2 separate regions of the Mus musculus genome follow, and region 1 is linked to region 2. A link is a contact called in public promoter capture Hi-C data. All regions are on one chromosome and are shown on one strand. Each heading gives the region's core, a stretch centred on a gene start, on an enhancer-like site or on the middle of the called end of the contact. The rest is flanking DNA. Distances are from core to core; before and after follow the strand shown.

Region 1 (2,929 bases), core at 64-2,563, 86 kb after region 2:
TGTCACATTTGCGTGAGGATGACACATCTTTCAAGGGGATCAAACACTCCGTGAGCATGCAGTGCCTTTCTCTCACAAGATAATAACAGCCCACACCTAGTGCTCACCCGCTGCCAGCATGATGTCTTAGGCATTTCCTACGTCATCTGTGCAGTAAGATTCTGAGTAACAGTGACTATTTTGAGTGTTTACAATGTAGCATTCACTTAATGTTCTTTGTATCAGGTCTTCTTTAACCCTCTCCAGATTCCTATGCAAGAGGTCTCATTGTAGCCTGGAGTGGTGGCGCAAGCCTTTAATCTCAGCACTGGGAGGCAGAGGCAGGCAGATTTCTGAGTTCGAGGCCAGCCTGGTCTACAGAGTGAGTTCCAGTACCTACACAGAGAAACCCTGTCTCGAATAAACAAACAAACAAAAAAACAAAACAAAACAAAAAAGAAGTCTCATTGTTTCAGATAGGGAACAGGAAGCCTGGAGGAGTTGGGCACTGATCAAGTCAGAAAGATCAGTAAGTTGGGGAGTGGGAATTTGGACTTGGTAGCTATTGGGGTGGGGCAGGCTAGTGATGGAGACTTACTGGTTGTTTCTAGACTCCATGGGTCCCAGCTTTTATAATAGCAGAGCCACATCTACGAGACTCCTGTTTTAGGTATCAGACAGTTCCGCTTACATCTTTTTCTAAAGCAATTGCTTCTCCTGTGAGTGGACTTGTCTGTCTGTCTCCTGTCATCAGCAAGGGCTGATCAGTCTTCAAATCGCATGCATCCCTGTGAAACAGGCTGCCGTTTTAACTCTTAAAACAGGGGACCATGTTTTAAGTGAATCAGAAGAACATTCCATTGCGACTCGTGTTGAAACCATCAATAAAATCACAAGAAGGTTTTTATAACCATCACATCATTTTTTGTGTTTTGTAAATCTGGAACTCTGCCGTGTTGGATTTTCTTGGGAGAGGCACATGATTTGAAAGGGAACCTTAACCTTTTAATTCAACGTAGCAAGTGTTTTTACACTTCTAGGGATTCAAGCTGACTGGTGAATGAACGAGAAATGCGCTTTAGACACAGAGTTGCTTTCGTGCGGTAGCAAAACACAGGATCTAATTTGAGACTCTGTAAAACTGCTTTTTAAGGATCTGGCGGAAAAGGATGTCACAGGTACAAAGTACATAGTGTCCAGAGCTAAGATAAAGAGAAGCTATCTCATCTTGGAATCGACATTTTATTGTTGGGAAGGGTTTACATTCATTTCCCCTTCGAGACGACTTGATAATCTTTGTGGAAGCTTTTTCTGTTGAAAACGGAAAAAAGAAAAAGCTTTTTTTTTTTTTTTTTCCTTTGCGTCAAGCTCCTGGCGCTGTCTTAGTGGCAAAATGGTGCTCTCTAGTGGCAGAAGAAGGAGTTACTTTTTTTTTTTTTTTTTTTTTTTTTACTTTCTCAGTTTAGTCAAGAAATCTTTTTTTTTTTCATTAATTAATTTACTCATTTATTTTACATCCCGATCGCAGTTCCCCTCCCTTCTCTCCTCCCAGACACACCCTCACACACCCCTCACCCCACTACCCTCCCCTCTTCTCTAAGGAGAAGGAGAACCCCCCCCTTTAGGTACCACCCCTCCCTGGGACATCAAGTCCTTCTCCCATTGAGGTCCAGCAAGGCAGACCAGCTAGGGGAAGGTGATCCAATGGCAGCAACAGAGTCAGAGATTCCCAGCCCCCACCCTGAACTTTTAGGGGACCCACATGAAGACCAAGCTGCATCTGCTTTAAACGTGTAGGGGGCTTAGCTCCAGCCCCCGCATGCTCTTTGGTTGGTGGTTCAGTCCCTGTGAGATCCCACGGGCTGAGTGAGGTTAGTTGACCCTGTAGGTCTTCTTGTGGTATCCTTGACCCCTCCGGTCTCTCAGTCCTTCCCTGAACTCTTCTACAAGACTCCCCCAACTTTGCCTGATGTTTGGCTGTGGGTCTCTGCATCTGTTTCCATTCACTGTTGGATGAAACCTCTCAGGAGACAGTTATGCTAGGATCTTGACTGCAAGCATAGCTGAGTATCATTCATAGTGTCAGGGGTTGGCTCTCTCCTGTGGGATGGGGCTCAGGTTGGGCCAGTCATTGGTTGGCCTTTTCCTCAGTCTCGGCTCCATCTTTCTGAGCCTGAGCGCCGGCTGTGTATGAGTGTTTTTGTATGAAGGATGTCCTGACAACCGATAGCTTCTTATGAAGAGCTCACATGGCTGGACTAGACAACGATGAATATCTGCGGGGCCTTCTATCTGCAATGTCACAGTAGTGAGAACAAGAGAATTCTAGCCAGATCTGGAGACATGTGGCAAAAGAATATGTCGGTTTTTTAAAAAGAAAAATGTTGATTGGCTTTTCTTCTATTTAATATAATTACATGTTTATTGTAGGAAATTTTAGGAAATACAATTGAGGTTTTAAAAATTATTCCCCAGTTCCATCACCCAGAGACAATCAATTGGATGTGCATAATTTAACTTTTAACAAAATGTTGCTTATGCTTCATAATTTCATTAAATCACTCAATAGATTTTTGAGATGTTTCCTGTTACTAAATACACGAACATGACATGATTACACCTTTTAAAAATAGCAATTAGTTCATGGTTAAAATTGGTATTTAGTTAGTGAGAAAGAGATTTCTTTGGGAGAAAGTTTATATCATTGTAACAGTAAATTGAGTCTTCTTTTAAGACTATGGTCGGTCATTTAACTCTGTGTTGCCAAAGTCAATGTTACCATTTTTATCATAAGCATCTACACCATGATTTGAAAGTTTATTTCTTTTACTTTGATTTTTTTTTTATTTTTTAAAGTTAACACACAAAGATACACATTTGTTTATGGAGTTTTTATACCTAGGTGTTATTTTTCTTTTGTCGTTATCTGTCTCTCTCTAGCTGTCTTCCC
Region 2 (3,076 bases), core at 477-2,976:
ACGTACAATAAATTACCAGACATTATCTGCTTTCCTGGCTATATTTTATTCCTTTAGGTTGACAACTTCAACTTTAAAGACTTGACCAGAGTCTCTGTCTACATATGAATGCCTCGAGTTTAATATCTGTAAGCTCTTCTAATAACCTTGCACTTACCACTCCTGACATGTCATTAAAATCCCCCAGCACACGACAGAGTCTATATGTCTGTACGTTTCTATAGTCCCAGCCTCTCCCTTGTCCTCTACTCCACAATCTCTGCACTGCTACACTCCGTTGTCACTTTTAATATAGAAATAAAAAAGGGATTTCTAGTTTTGATCAAATGTGGGGGAAGACCGATATTCAGACTGTCAGGTGGGTCTACGGTCCTTCACTGTTTTTTTGGCTGTCCTGACTTTTGTACTTCCTAGGTTCTTTGCCCATTATTCTCAAACAGAATTGATAAGGCACTGTACACATCCAAGCCATACCTCCTGCAAGACAGCACTCTTCTCCAAATGCTGGAAAGGATTGGAACCACTACCTATAGTATAAGAAAAAGAGAAGGTCTTCAATAGCTGGACTACAAAGACTTTTCTAAAGGAGGATATTGCATGCTTGGAAATCTCACCTAAACAGAATGATCCCTTGGAAGTCACAAGGACAACTATTACTAATATGCAAAGAAGTTGGATGAAGTAATTTTGATTCTGGTTCAAATTCTGTCATTGCCATACTGAGATATCTTGGACTTCTCCTGATATAGGAACCCTATCCAAAATGAGTGCCTTCATTCCCTGCTTCCCCCTCCCCCATCCCATGGATGTTAACAAATGTGTCGGTTTCCACCACCACCAAGAGTAATGAGATGACAGGACACTATGGATTTCCCTAAAAGCAAGCCCTATTTTATGTGTTTCACACATTTACTGAAGCAGAAAGGAACAGTTTCGCAGAGAGTCACAGATGTAAAGGCCATGCAGGATGAGGCCATGAAGGTCCACTAACCCAACCTTCCACCACACTTGTGAGAGCAGCTACCACTGAAGAGCTGAAGATTTTTTTTTTTTTTTTTGAAGAGGCTTGGCATCTTCCCCACTTGCACTGCACCACAGACAGGTATCAACACGCAAGTCACTTCTGGATGCCTGAGCATTCAATGAGCTGTGTCCCACCGGGCAGTCTTAACCCCTGGGAACAGGAGAATCAAGGCCCTTCAGAGTCCATAAACACGCAACCCTGGCCCGGTCGACCCCAGCTCCCAAAACAGGGGGTGCTCGCCCTGGGGCCTAACCCCACCAGCAACCCCAGGGTACCGAGACTTGCGCGCGCACCTCCTCGCCCCCCGACAGGGCCCCACGGAGGGCCGGCTCGGAGGGGCTCGATCGGGGGGCGGGCGCGGGGGGCGGGGACGCGCCGGGGCGGAGCCGCCGAGCGCTCGAGGCGACTCCCGGCCAGGAGCGCGCGGCCCGAGGGGAGGCCCCGGCGCCGGGGGAGGGGCTTCGGGCAGACCCCGCCGCTGCGGCCGCCCCCCAGAGCAGGTGGCTGCGGGCGAGGGAAGGGGGGAAACCCTTGCGCCTGAGAGTGGGCGTCCGGAGCGCCGCGCGTACCAGACTCCTCGTCCTTCTTGTCGAATTTTTTAATCATCTTGGACGGCTTCCCAGCGCCCAGACCCACCGCAACCGTCCCAGGCGCCGCAGCCGGCGAGCGGAAGACGCTGCAGGAAGGCAGGCCCTGGGTTCTCGCACCGGTTGGGCCGGCGGGCCGTCACTCGGGGCCAAGGCCCGCCCCCCTCGGGCCTCCGCGGCCGCCCTTGCCCCCTAGGGACGCAGGCACGCCCCCTGCTCCGCCCACTGCCGCACGGGGGCGTGGCCAGAATCTGCCCGGAGGCTCACCACGCCCCGCTTCACAAACTCTGCAAGCCAGGTCTGAGACAACAAACAGGGAACTTTATTTGGTTAGTGACTTCTCCAGGCCCCCTCAGTTCTTGGAGAGTGAGGAGTGGGGCTTTAAGTCTTTGTCTTCACCAAATGACAGCCGCATCTTTGACAATCCACTGCTGGGCCCTTCCATGGCGAAAGAAGCTCTCCCCTGGCACACTTCTTGTAGGCTTCTCTTCTAGGAGCTTTGAAAATGTCAGGGGTTCCCAAAATACTTGCGAAGTTGGTGTTTCACTCTCTGACTTCATGGAAACTACGACAAAGCATAGGACACGTTGAATGTGCGACTCTGAGAGCACTAGAAGCGTACTAAAAGGAAGGCGTGATGTGATCCATTTGAGGAGACCGAAAAGCTGGTCTTAATTTAACTTTCCAAGAGGGTAGATTTGGGGACTGCCATTCCCAACTTCTTATGATTCCTTCTTCACCCAAACCAGTGTAGTTTTCTTGGCTTTCACCATTTTCAAATGATTCAATCTGCATAACACTCAAGTAATTTAAGGGATACTCATGTGTCTCAGTGCTTTTCCAAATGTTTTCTCTTTTTTTTTTTTTTTTTTTGTCCTCGTCTCAGAGTATGAAAAACACGCTTTTAATGCCTTGGGCATCGAAGACATCACATTTCTAGAAGGTCTTTCCAGCTTCACCTGTTCTTAGGGCGTTGACTACTTTAAGATCTTAATGACAGTCCTTCCTCCGTTGAGGGCGTGGTTTGCCTCTTGGGCAACCTTCTAACCAAACTTGACAACTTCTACTCAGATCTCTCTCTCTCTCTCTCTCTCTCTCTCTCCCTCTCTCTCTCTCTCTCTCTCTCTCTCTCTCACACACACACACACACACACACACACACACACAAATGATAGGGCATCATTTGGGGGACAGAGATGTTAGCTTAGAAATGGCACCACTAGTAAAACACCCTGGCAGCTTTGTTATTGTTGAGGAAATGCACCATAACTGTCTGTTCATTTTAGGTACAAAAGTAAAGCACTCATATTTGGAGAGGGCATATGTAGTCGCCATAAATGACACTAGAGCTGAAGGCTGACATATTACTTTATACATGAAGATCTATCTCATCCTGACAGGGCTTAGAAAAGGTCCTACCTAGATTATGCTACATACCCTTAAGAAAAATTTCAAACTGGGCATG

What was found. Promoter capture Hi-C pulls out the DNA fragments that hold promoters and counts their contacts.
Region 1: a promoter capture Hi-C map of hippocampal neurons shows a contact between it and region 2, with 1.7 times the contacts expected there. The contact joins the enhancer-like site here to the promoter of Copg2 in region 2. A contact is called at or near these places in 5 of 39 promoter capture datasets (the 3T3-L1 cell line, 3T3-L1-derived adipocytes, cranial neural crest and 1 more), 1 of 15 datasets of contacts at CTCF or cohesin (the NIH/3T3 cell line), 9 of 484 Hi-C or Micro-C datasets (cerebral cortex, cortical neurons, cumulus cells and 4 more), 2 of 115 datasets of contacts at active chromatin or transcription factors (embryonic stem cells and fibro-adipogenic progenitors) and 3 of 9 other capture datasets (adipose tissue, liver and pancreatic islet).

What each region holds. Positions count from the first base shown.
Region 1 is chr6:30,981,483-30,984,411 of GRCm38.p6, forward strand. No RefSeq gene overlaps it. Among named protein-coding and RNA genes, the nearest start is that of Klf14, 24 kb to the left of the region's middle. Within about 2 kb of position 1,314, at least 29 of the 459 cell types and tissues checked have an H3K27ac peak or open chromatin away from gene starts, as enhancers often do. A contact at or near this core is called in cortical neurons and hippocampal neurons, where this site is marked.
Region 2 is chr6:30,895,068-30,898,143 of GRCm38.p6, forward strand. Copg2 (coatomer protein complex, subunit gamma 2) reads right to left here and starts at 1,727. Exons shown (of 24, transcript NM_017478.3): 1 at 1,594-1,727; 2 at 475-527. The coding sequence starts at 1,630. It overlaps Tsga13 (testis specific gene A13), which reads right to left. Exons shown (of 8, transcript NM_054073.2): 8 at 1,914-2,176. The coding sequence ends at 2,007.